Linked DNA regions of Anser cygnoides: region 2 is linked to region 1. The links are chromatin contacts, called in public Hi-C maps. All regions are on one chromosome and are shown on one strand. The core of a region is the stretch at or near the end of the contact, and the rest is flanking DNA. Distances in the headings are between cores, read along the strand shown.

The links. A called contact is a pair of places that touch in the nucleus more often than the background predicts.
Region 2: a contact with region 1 is called in a Hi-C map of liver, with 1.8 times the contacts expected there. The contact joins the promoter of HSPA9 here to the promoter of SIL1 in region 1. A contact is called at or near these places in 2 of 7 Hi-C or Micro-C datasets (granulosa cells and liver).

What each region holds. Positions count from the first base shown.
Region 1 is chr14:13,289,548-13,295,943 of Taihu_goose_T2T_genome, reverse strand. SIL1 (SIL1 nucleotide exchange factor) reads right to left here and starts at 1,278. Exons shown (of 13, transcript XM_067005539.1): 1 at 1,175-1,278.
Region 2 is chr14:13,592,263-13,598,237 of Taihu_goose_T2T_genome, reverse strand. It overlaps HSPA9 (heat shock protein family A (Hsp70) member 9), which reads right to left and starts at 4,108. Exons shown (of 17, transcript XM_067005547.1): 1 at 3,949-4,108; 2 at 2,602-2,660; 3 at 1,164-1,251; 4 at 891-1,072; 5 at 265-389. The coding sequence starts at 4,035. LOC106034341 (a long non-coding RNA gene) reads left to right here and starts at 5,733. Exons shown (of 3, transcript XR_001205941.3): 1 at 5,733-5,975.

The sequences.
Region 1 (6,396 bases), core at 29-2,528:
GGTCCTCACCTCTGTCAGCTGCACTCCTATACCAAACTGAACATCAGAAGTCTCTGGGTCAGTATTCTGGATGCTTCCACCACAAAACACCTTGGAGGTGGCTGAAAAATACCAGTGTGGGCCAGCCTGGTCATTTAAAGGCAGGGTTAGGGAAAAACAGAGAGAAAGAATGAAGTCCATCCCCTAATAACGCTACCCCTAGAGCATAAACAAATTCTAAAGGATGACGCGGATCAGAAACACGTCTGGTAAACACTGGGGCACGTTACCTGCTTCCTGACCCACAGTACTGCACTGGGAGCCCTGCAGCGCGGCCACGGGCTGGAGCAGCCTCCCTGCATGGGTGGCAGAAGTGCCTTCGCTCGGGCAGCCCGTACTTCTCTGGCGAGCAAATTAATCGGTGCCGGCAAAGTTAGGCTTTGTGCCCCTAAACCGTGTTTGTACTAGGCCAGTTCCAGCGGCAAAACACCAAAAAATAACTTGCCACGAAGAAACGGCGCCGACAGACCTTGTTAGCATAAACCCGGGCCACGCTGCGAGGCGGGCGGCGTTGGTTTTTTGTCAGAGGCTACCTCAGCAGGAGCGCCAGCCGCTGCTGGAGCCCAACACCCTGAGGTGACCCCCCAGCAGCGCCTGTACGCAGAGCCCCGCTTGCTCGGCCCCCGGCTTCACGCAGCGGTGGTGGTTTCACTCAGCCTGCACTACGAGGGCCGTACGCAACCTCGTACCTAAGTGAAGTTTTAAAACCCAGGCTAAAAACCGCACCGCCGAGCCCAGACCCTGAAGGAAAAGCCCCGTGAGCGGCCCCGCGCCGCAGCCGTGCCCTGGGACGCTTTGGGGCCACCTCAGTGGGGGCGTGAGGGGGTCGGGGCACAGCTGAGCTCTCCCTAGCTGGAGCACACAGCACGGCCTTTATTTTTTATTATTTTCCGGTTATTTCTACAACACGAGAGCCCAGGCGGCTGCCTGCGCTCCCCAGCCGCCCCCGGGCCACAACAAACTCCTTTATTCCACCTCGGGGCCTAGCGCAGGCCCCGTCCCCGCCGCACTGCGGGGCGCAGCGCCCGGCCCCAGCCGCCGCCGGCCCCTCACGGGCGCCCCGTGCGCGGCCCCGTGCACAGCCCCGGCCCCGTGCGCGCCCCCGCGCCCGCCGCCCGCCGCGCCCCCCACTCACCGCTCCGCACTGCGCGTGCGCGGCCCCGGCCCCGCCCGCCCACGAGGGCGGGAGCGCGGCTGAGGGGAGGGGGCGCGGGGCCGGCGCCGTGCTGAGGGGACGGCGCCATGTTGGGGGCACGGCGCCATGCTGGGGGCACGGAGCCCTCCTGCGGGGCACCCCCGAGGCGACCCGGGCTGCAGGGCCCGGCAGCCGGCCGGGCTGTTGATCCTCAGGCCCCAGGCTTTCTGTTTGTCCCACAGTGTGAAGCAGCCCCCTGGCACTGCTGTCCCCCGCGTGGCCATGACCTGTCACTGCCCCCTGTCCCTTGGAGCTGCTCAGGCAGCTTGTCCAAAAACTGCCTAGCCAGCACGAGCTGGGGGAAGAGGCAAATAAAATGTGGCATTTGTACTTTGCAGCCATCCCTGCCGTGCTGTGGGGAGCGCCGTGCTGCAGAGCATGCTGCTGTGGGACAACAGGGTGCTGTGCAAGGGGCCCCGTGTCCTTGGTGCTGTCAGGAGAGAGAAAAAGGCCAATACTGCAGCTGGGAAAATTCCCCCGTGGCTGCCAGCTTCGTTGGCAGCCGTTTTGGTGCCACCTCACGCTGTCCCCACGCTGGGTGGGTGGAGGAGGTGACACCCATGTCCCTCACTGCTGTTTTGGCTGCAGGTCTGCACCCTTTGGTCTTTGCATGTCTTGAGCAGATAGTGAGGCTGCAGGGAAGCAGAAGGGTGTTTGTTGCCAGCCAAGTGGGGTTTTGCCCTCCTTTTCTCTCAAACCTTGTGTGTTTTGTGCCTCCAGCAGTAGGTGATGGATTGTAGGAAAATTTCAGCCTTAATTCAGAGTAAATGAAATGTTTTCAATCTTTCCAGGTCGGATATAAACACTTCAAAATCAGGATCAAAACCCACAAAGCCTGTCAGAAGTGCTTCACAGATTTATTGAGTTTTAATGCCACTGTTTTTCAGGCAGGTATGTGATTTTGGGCAAGGCATGACTCCTGATCCTCAGGTACCTGGAGCTGAAGCACTGCACGCTCCAGCCTTTTCCCTCTCCTCCCACGGTCAGCCTGGGCCCTCAGCTCACCAGAGCAGCGCTGCCAGCAGCTTCACCCATCTCGGCTGAAGGCCTTCTGTGGTCTCTCCGGCTGGGCAGGCGAGCTGGGTTCCGCTGTTCCCTTTTGTTCCTGCCACGTGGATCTGTTCCGGTGGGAGTCCCGCAGACGGGGATAACCAGAGGTCTCTCGGAAGCTGTGGTTGTCAGTGGCATCCAGAGGAGGGCTGGGACATCTCTGCCCTGGTGCGATGATGGGGCTTGAACTTCTTTGGCTGCTGACCCTTTTCAAAGTGACTGCCCAGCTGTCCCCACACCTGCTGGGGACACCCTGCCCCGGCCGGGTGGTGTGACACAGGTCTCACGCTCGTCCTTCCCTCTGGTGCAGCCCAAGAGTGCTCTGCTCCATCCCTGGGCAGCAGAGAGCCTTGGCCGCAGGAGATAATTGCTCTGCTGCAGATGGGAGATAAAAAGTAAAATTCAGGCAGCAGGTGCTGGAGGAACATCAGCAGGAGGCAAAGAGCTCCTTTGCATAAGCTCTGCCTCTGCTCTCCTGTTTATTGGGGTTTTACTGGAAATCTTTTGGAGCATTGAGAAGAATAAAGTCCCCCTTCTCCCCAAAAGAAAAAACCTGGATCCCGACACCCCCGAGCTTTCAGGGAAGGGGAGGCTGCAGTGACTGCTGCCCTGGGGGTGGCTGAGCTCAGCTGTGGGTCTGGCCCATATGGGAGGAGCTGAACCAGGACTGTGGAGCCCTGCTGCTGCCCCAGCGCAGGAGCTAGCCCTCTGGGTCATCCCTACGGCTCCCTGCATACCCATGGCCCGTTCTGGGGGCTTGGGAGCTGCAGCGAAAGGTGGGAGCCTGTGCCATGGATCCCAGCGGGAGCGGTGTCGGACGCCAGCCCCAGGCAGCCTGGAAAGTCTTGCTAAGATGCTTGTCCAGAGAGACGCGCTGCTGCGTCCTCGGGCAATGCCGGCCTAATCCCCTCTTCTGAAATCACTCGCACATCAAAGAGATTAAAAAAAAACATGCTCTGCATATATTATCTTTTGCATTTCGAGATCGAGTTCTTCAACAGTGCCTGTTTGATCTGATGGGATGGAAGCTTTTTCTAAAGGTACTGGAGAAGATGGGTGTGAGAGAGTAATTCGGGGCTGGGAGTAATTTTTCATCAATGTACTTGAAGACAATCACAGCACTAGGAGGGAGGCCTAATTGTGGAGTTGTGTAATTAGTTTTTATGTCACTGCAATTATTCTGTTGGCTACATATAAAGAACATGGCAAAATGCAGCACTTAATTTTAAATCAGGACTTGATTCTCTTTCAGTAGGTAATTGATGTTGATCACATCACTTAGCAGTGACTATAAAATGCGCTATTTAGTTTGTAAAAGGATGGAGAAAGGGACTAAGCAGATAGGTAATTGGTGGATCATCGGGCTGCATTGGTGGGAGGCAGCATTAATCCATCAGACTTCAGTTGTCTCTGTTTCCAGCCACTTCTGGCCATCGTTAGTGGCCCAGAGCGTTAACGAACGTGGAGCCACCGATCCCTGCAGCCCAAAGCGTCGCACACCGCAGTGAACAGCCGCTCTGCCTGCGGACGGCGGTGTCGACCGGTGAATTTGCACTTCATGCAATTGATTCCTTGTGTCTAAACACCTCCTGCCAGGGGCAGGCATCGCTCTCTGCTGCTCAGGTTGAGCGTGGGGTGGGCTGCGGGGCTGGTCTCCCTGCACCCAGCATCCCGGCCGGGCTCCAAAGGGGAAATCAGGAAAGCCAAGAGAGCACAAGTGGGTTATTCCTGTGAAACAGCACTGGCAGCTTCTCAGCCGGCAGCTTGACAAGTTTAACATTTTGCGCTTTGGGTGAGAAGTTCCCCACGAGTGATGTGGTGGCAATCAAAGTGATGCTCATGTCAGGGTTGCTCACAAGAACAGCTTTTTTGGCACTGCCCTCGGAGGGGAGAATACTGGGGGCACTTTCCAGCTCGTTTCCCGGGGACAGCCACACTCCCTGCGTCTCCACGTGTCCCACCTACGTGAGCTGGGAGGAGAGATGCCAGAGCGCTGTGTGAGTCCTGTGCTTGGGACTTTGCTCCAGGGGATCAGTAAGAAGAGAAGCTGAGTTGGTAAAACTTTTCCTTGCCTTTGGCACTGGCCATAATTACTCGATTTCAAGCAGTATTTGCAAGCGGTTCCAATGATAGGTCGAGGACAGGAGTGATGCTCCTGCACTGTGCCAAGCAGAGCCAGCGGGCCCAGCCTCGAGGCGGGAGGCGAGATGGCGTGGTGGCTGCGGGGATGGTGCTCAGCGACACGGGGTGACTCCTGGGCCACCTGACCAGAAATTCAGATTTTCTTCAGCAAAAACACGTGAGTTTGTGCCCAGGAGCGTCATGTGCTCAGCTGCAGCCACCCTCCTAGTGCTGTGTGGCTCTCTTATATTTCCAACGAACAATCCAGGAGGTTTTCCTACTATTATCTTTTTATTTTTTTCTAAAACAACCCCGAGAATGATAAACAGCATCCCCGCACCAAGCGCTCCCCAGAAACGTGGTGCCCAGCGAGCGAAGAGCACACGGAGCATTTAAGGAGGGATAATGGCTGTGCCATAATTGCTGGGCGTTCGGGGGAGATTTCACGCTCAGCCTGCGTGCGGCTTGCTGCTCGCGGCTGTTTCCCGAGCCGGCGCGCGGGGAGCGGTGCCGGGGCATCCCAGCGCCGCAGCCAGGCATCGATCCGCTCCAGTCCCCGGGGCCGAGGCTGGAGAGGAGAACCGCGCGGCGTGAAATGTGTTGTTCTCCCGGATAATGAGCAAACTCAACAGGCTGAAGGCGACTTCAGACGAGTTTCCAGGTGTCAGGTCTGGGCTTTGCATTCTGCGCTCGTACCAAAAGAGATGAATTTGTGGCCAGATGGTCGCTGTTCCTACAGTGCGGGGAGAGAGTCCCAGCAGGGTTGTTGTCCGAAACACTATTCCCCTCCAGACTTTCCTCTCTTCCTTCCTCTCATCCTTTGCTGTAGCTCCAAAAGAATTAGATTAAATGGAGGCTCCAGCAGTGCCATGTGTAACGACCTGCAGATCTGGCGCAGCACTGCTTTGCCTCCTAGGGCACTGGTGGTAGCCACAGCCGGGCAGGTGCCACACTGGGATGGTGAAACACATCTTTACAGCTCACAAAGTGAGGTGTGACCCAGCCTGAGCCCGGTGCAGACTACTTTGTGCAGTGCAGATGCATCCAGAGAGAACAGATGTGAACACAAGGCTTGAGACCGGGCAGCATCACAGCTGCCGGGCTGCCCCGCTTCCTTTGGAAGTGCTTTCTCTCACCCATTTTGCGTGCTTTATCCCTCTTTTTTTCCCTCCCTGGGCACAGTGTTCCCCCATGGCACCTCCTTCCTCCTCTCCTTTACCGCAGCTGAGGCCGCTGCTGCCGAGCGGGGGCAGAGCTGCTGGAGGGGCTTTTTGGGGTCTGCATCGCTCCTCTCGCTGCTGGGACCCGGCCAGTTCTGCAGGACCAGCTCTGCCACCGCAGCATCACCCTCCCCAAATTGCCGGACCGTCAGCCAGGCCCTGCTTGCAGCCTCCGGTCTCCACCAGCCCAAACGCCGTTTCAGTCTCCATCAAAACCAAAAACGACTCGTCCACGGCCAGCGGGTGAGCGGGGCTTTGCTGACAATCGCTCGGAGGCTTTGGAGCAGTAAATGGGATGTGACGAGCCGAGGGACCGTCCCTGCTCTCGGGGAGGCTGTGCCAGCGGGGCCGAAGCTTTGTGGGTGAGCTGGTGCAGAGCCTGGGGCCGGGATCCCAGCGAGTGTCAGCCCCCGGCGCCACTTCTCCTGCTTGGATGCATCCGTGGAGCCCGGGTTATTTGGGAGCCCCACAGTGGTAGACAACCGCGGCATTTCATCGCGGGCTGTGGCAACGTCGCTCATCGCAGCAGAGCCGTTTGTGGCACCCAGGCTTCCCTCACCTGCTTCCATTTGATACCGGGTTTTGATTTAATTAGATAAGGTGGCAAAGGTGATCAAAAAATGAATGAATCAAAAAAAAAATCATCATTCAAAGCTAATTTCCTATGAAGCTACACATGATTTATAAGCAGAGAGGAGAATGAAGCCTGGAACAAGAGCAGAGGGGCCTGGCGGGTGCATAACTGTTGCGATGGGAACATGAAGTTTTTAC
Region 2 (5,975 bases), core at 2,859-5,358, 300 kb before region 1:
AATCAGCACACTTGGCATTCGAGTGTGTTTTATGTAAAGCACTAATATTTTGCCAGAGATCCCACGTTAACACAGGCACTGATCCTCCCTGAGGTTTCCTAACAGCCCGTCACCACTCCCTTCTGCAGCCTGCCCCACAGCATGGCCTGCTACGCATGAATTCCCACAGCACAGAAGTCTGCATTGCTGCAGTGCAGCCAGTTACTGCTGCCCAGTATGAGTCATGCTCGTATTTGTGCATGGCAAAGACCAAACTCTACCAACCTGCAGTTTCCTTCATCTTCATTAGCACAAAGGCACCAATCTGGCTTGGAGAATACAGTTTCCCGTGGGCCTCCACCCAGGCGTCACCATTGGAGGCGCGGACAATTTTAAATGGGACATTCTTACTGGAAGAAAAAGACAAAAAACCCTAGAACAACTCCTTTCGGAATTTCTGTACCAATATACAGCGTGGATCCCCTACAATTAGCATCATCAGAACACCACATGCAGGCTTTTGACAGAGAATACTGAAATTTCCAATGGCCTCAGCTCCAGTGAGCCCCAGAAGCACCAACATATTCTGTTCTTATTCAGCAACAGCTCTCAAGAATAAGAACCAACTTGTCTGGTAGATATTGAGAGTTCTGCGCAGTATTAGCAAGGCTCTCAAGGAGAAATACTAATTGGTGTACTGTTTGATGACCTCTCTGAAAACCTTAAAATAAAAATACAGCGTGGTCCTCAGAGTATAAGCAGTAAAACTTTGAACCACGAGGGCGTAACTGCTTGACCCCTCACTACCCAAGCCAGGCTTGCATTTGAAATCACAACCGGTCGCGTTACGCAGCACTGGGTTTTGGGCTCTTCCTGCTGCAGGTGGCATCGCCCTCCCCACCCCCACTCACATGTCCTTCTTCACTTCAGAGTCGTCGAAGCGCCGCCCGATGAGACGCTTGGTAGCGTAGAAGGTGTTGTGCGGATTAGTTACCGCCTGCCGCTTCGCCGGCATTCCCACCAAGCGCTCACCATCTGCTGTGAAGGCAACAACCGACGGCGTCGTCCTGGCACCTTCCGAGTTCTCCAGCACCTACGTGAAAGCCAAAACAGGACCCCACCAAAAATCACCGCCTGCGAGAACACCGATTGGGACTGCAGGCTGAAGTTTATTTTTGACTTACTTTGGCTTGTTTTCCTTCCATAACTGCCACGCAGGAATTTGTTGTACCCAAATCAATTCCGATAACGGCACCCTTAATTGCTTCTGAGCTGTAAGGAGCATTACAGGAAAAATCAGATTACTGCTAAAGGCAGATACTACCTAGATACAATCTTTCTGGTCTGAAGGCAGGACAAAGTCATTTTTCACCAGACATCGAAGCAAACCCACATGCTGTTCTGGGCCCAAAGGTGCTCTCTGACTCTTGCACTGGAATTTAACCTCCTGGCTCTCAACTCAATCAGATTGCCTACAGTTAAATCCCCACATATTTGTTTAAACACATAACACCACTCTTCACCAGAAAGATCTCAACTGTATCTTCTCAACATCCGATAAGATTTAGATACAGAATGAGTTGCAAGTAAGCCCAGCCCTCCTCACACGAAGTTTCCTGGACTTGTTTTGGGTTACTTTTGATTTCTGCACTCCAGCTTGCCTGATGACATCCTCCTGGGGTCAAGATGCTAGTAATAAATGGGATCAGTTCATTTATCACTGCTTAGCATGAAGTGAACAATGCACAGAGACAACAAAACTAGCTAAGCCCATGCAGGGTCCTCTGAGGCAGAGTGAAAGAACCATCTGTTTGCTCCTGAAGGGCAGGAAGTTAATTCTGAAAAACAGGAGTGGTTCTGACATGAGGGAAACTTAAACCTCTTCTTTCTTTCTAGGAAGCGTGTTACCTCTTTCAAGGCTAGTGAGAACTCCCGAACCGTAGTTCTGCTTTCTAGACAAAGCCACGTTCTGGAATAGAGCAGCACCCTGAAGCCAGAGCAGGGCCCTGTTTATGACCAGGGCATCGCCTCCCACTCCCCAGGGTGCTCGGCCGCTCTAACTCCGGTTCACCCAGCCTCAGGCAGCGATCTCGAAAATGAGCAACCGCTCCGTGTCTTTGTACCGACCAGAGCCGGGCCGTTTCCCTAACACAGGCATATTTCCTGCCCCGTGTCCCCAGCCACCACTGCCCACAGAACATCTGACTAAGTTATACAACTGCTGTCCTTTCCTCATCATCCCGTAACATGACAAACAAGTGATTGAAACGCACAAGCTCTTTGAAATAAGCTTTATCTGCACTGAAACAGAGCCACTTGTCACCCTGGTTTCACACCAGCGTAAAACAAGTTTTCCATCCTTTCCCTCTCCAATCAAACAAATCTCAAGAATTTTGTGGATGCTGCTGATGGTGGAGAGTGGGGGGAAGAACAATCCTAAAAGTTCCCCTGAAATAAAAAAAATAAATTACAGGGATAAAGACACAGCCTTGGGAAAGTGACAGGCATAGGTTCTAGCTCTGCTCTTTTTCACCATCTCCCACTCCCATAATCAGTTCTGGAGTCACAAGGTTCGAAATAAACATCAAACATCCAGACCTGAAAAAGCAAGGCAATACTCACGCATATTTTCTGCTGGATGCCGCTCTGAGAACGTTCTGACTGAGGCCATTCCAGAACGTCTATAAAATAAAGAGGTTCTCATGAAGGTTGAGTTTGAACAGGAAGCGATCTTCAGCCCAAGACTTTCAGAGGAAGACAATTTCTGAAGTAACACAGCCCTACAACACTGTATTTTTTTAAAAAATCTTGAGGACAAACTAAGCAAGAATTTAAGGAAGTTTCCGTTTGTCACAAAAAAAACTACTACTATCCCCATAATACCAATATTTATTACCTGAACTGAGCAATTTCACTCAAAGCAGTCTATGCATACGCTACCAGTTAAGCAGACAAAAATTAGTTCACTAATTTAGCTCTGAACCTTCAGCCCACGACGAGGATCAGCAGATAAACATTAACCCAGTTCCTGAAGGCTTGTGTGCGGTCAGCCTCAGATGTTCTGCTTGAAAAATCTGCGCTCAAGGTTTTGGGACAACTCTTATGGTTTTTTTGCACAAGCTGCGTCTCTGCACGCACACGTCAGCATCTCAGAGAGCTCCGACAGTGTCGTGCATTTCTCTCCTCGTGTTTTTAGCAAAGCATCTCGTTACAAACAAAAGCGCCCCAACACACGAGTGTTCTGGGGATCCTTCGGGACTCGTGGCCTTGCCCCTGCCAGACGCAGGCAATGGTGCGACAGCTGGGGCAGGCCGGCCCCAGCACCAAGAGCTGCCGGACCGGGAGGCCCCATCCCCTAAACTCATTTTCGTCCCCTGCCGTTGCCAGCCCGACCTCCGCGACCATTTTGTCCCGGGGCAGCGGGGAATTGAGCAACCCTGCCCTGGGCTTCCCTGCAAACGGAACCAGCGCCAGCGGAGTGCCCAATGCTAACGGGGCGCGTCTTGCGACCCCTGCCTGCCGCCCCCACACGGCCTGGGCCTGCCTCCATCGCGGCCGGCACGGCACCAGCAGCCCCCTGCAGTCCCCTTCGGCCTGCCCCAGCCCCTCTGCGGGGGCCCCCCAGCCCCCCTCCGCCCCCACTTAGGCCCCTCACCCCCCCAGCTCCTCTCAGCTCCCCCTAGCCCCCCTCAGCCCAGCCCAGGCCCCCCAACCTCCCTCAGACCCCCCAGATCCCCCCCTGTGCCCCTTCACCCCCCAGCTCCTCCCAGCTTCCCCCCCCAAAGCCTCCCGCCCTCCGTCAGGCCCCTTCAGGCCCCCCCAGACCCCTAAACCCCCCTTTGAGCTCCTCCTCAAGCCCCCCTCACGCCCCCCAGCCCCCCACCTCCCTCAGGCCCCTCCGCCCCCCCCTTCAGCTCCCCTTCAGCTCCCCCCCAGCCCCCTCACGGCCCCCTCCCCGCCCCCCCGCACCTGCGCGAGCCCCGGGGGCGCTGTGGCGGGCCCGCCGCGGGGCAGCAGCAGAGGCAGGCGGGCGGCGGCGCGGCGGGCGCTGAGCATGGCGGCGGGGGGCAGTGGGGCCGGGCCGGGCTCTTCTGGAAGCCTCCACCCACGTGGGCCTCGCGGGGGGGGCTTCGCGCCGCAAGGACCCCCCTCCGCGGGCTGTCCCTGCGATCGCCTGTTCCTCCCGTTGGCTTTTCGTAAAGCGCTCCGGTTCTCGCGCCCTCCCCGCGGCTGCGCGCCGGCACCAAGGGGCTTGCACGGAGGCGGCGGCTCGCCCCGCGGGCACCGAGCCGAGGCGCGGGCCCTCGGGTTGCGCTCCCGGTGCCGGCACAGCCGCGGGCAGCCGGGGGCCTGCGGGCGGCCGCGCACTCAAGGTCGGGCAGGAGAAAGCGCGGGGCGATTGCAGCCGCCTTGCGTCAGGGGGAGGGCGCATGCGCAGAGCGCCGGGAGGCGCCGCGAGGGGGCGGGGGCGGGCGGGGCTGCGCCGGGGGCGGGCGCGCATGCGCGGTGTGCGCCGGGCGGGGGTGAGGGGACGGGGCTGAGGGGCCGGGCGGGCCGGGCTCCCCCGCCCTGCGTGGCAGCGGGGCCGTCCCCTGTGCTGCTGCCTCCTGCCCCCCGCAGCTCCCTGCCCGTCCTGCCCTCTGCTGTTCGTCGAGCCGCCGCGGTGCTCTCTGCTCCCCCTCCGGGCCCCCGCGAGGCACCGCCACCAGCCGTTCCGCCGCCGCCCAGCACGCTGCTCCCCTCCGGGCGGGGTCCTCACGCCGCCCCTCAGCCACCCTAGTTTACCCTGCTCGTACCCATCGCTTCCCGCTCCTGGTGCGACCTGCGGGACACAAAGCTCCCAGCCGGCACAATCCCGGGGCGGCGCCTTGCCTCAAGAAAGCAGTTCTTTATTCTGGAAACAACACAGATCGCTCCACCGATACGCGCTCACTGTTTCTTGTGTTAGCTCATAAATACAAAGTATTTTGTACTTGCGAAGTCCTCTCCTTCGTAAACTGCAACGCTCCGGGCCTGGCGCAGCCGCGTGCACTCACAGCTTGCCTTGTGCCGGCCGAGCGCAGGGCGGGGGCACAGGGACCCTCCGCCTGGAGCAGCCAGGCCAGGTGCAGCCTGCAATTTGTGCGCACAATTACGACAATTTCGTTTTGAAGTCAGACCCGTGAGAGGCGTGAAACAAACGGGTAACGGTTGGAGGAGAAAAAATCCCGATTTGGGCTTCGACAGAATTCACTCCTTCTCTGCTGCCTTGGCAATAAGACAGCGAGGGGAAAAAAATAAAAAAAAGCCGTTCACGTTCCTGGCTCCCTCCTTTCCAGTAGCACCAACATATATCTCGAGGAGCTCCAGTGCAGGTTTTTACTGCAGAAAATAAACAGTGAATTGTGTCCCCCACGCCAAGCAGCAGAACAAGGACGAACCCAGGCAGCCTCCAGCCTCATCCCCTCGCCTGCCTCGCCCAGCCCGACCTCCCCACTGCCCCCCAACCCCTTTGTTCCCAAGGAGGATATTTCTGAGACCTCCATCTCAGGGAGTTCCCCCAGCCCTGCTCACCTGGGGGCAGGAGCTCTCCTCCCTGGCACCCCGATGGGGACGGCCCCATTGCAGCCCCCTCCTGGCAGCAAACCCCCAGGTGCCTCCATCCCAGGAAACCCCGAGGCACCGCTGCCAGCCGGGCTGTCCCTAGAGCTGGTGCTCTCCGAACAGGCGGTGGAGATGCTTTCCTTAACAGGAGTTTATAAAGGGCCGGAGGAGCCGCTGGGGAGAAGTCCCCACCCTGACATCGAGGGCGAGGGACAGCGAGCTGGGAGAGTGCCACAGCCCCGCTGCAGCAGCGCCCGGCAGCTTGCCACCACTCCAGCCTCGTCACAGCCACGCTGCCTGCGGGCTTTGTAACCCTCAGGGCTCGGTGCCAGCCCCACAGCCACCTGCTTGCCAGTGCTGGCAGGCTGCGGGGCCACACGGAGGCCTGCGTGGCAGGAGGGCTCCCTGCCCCT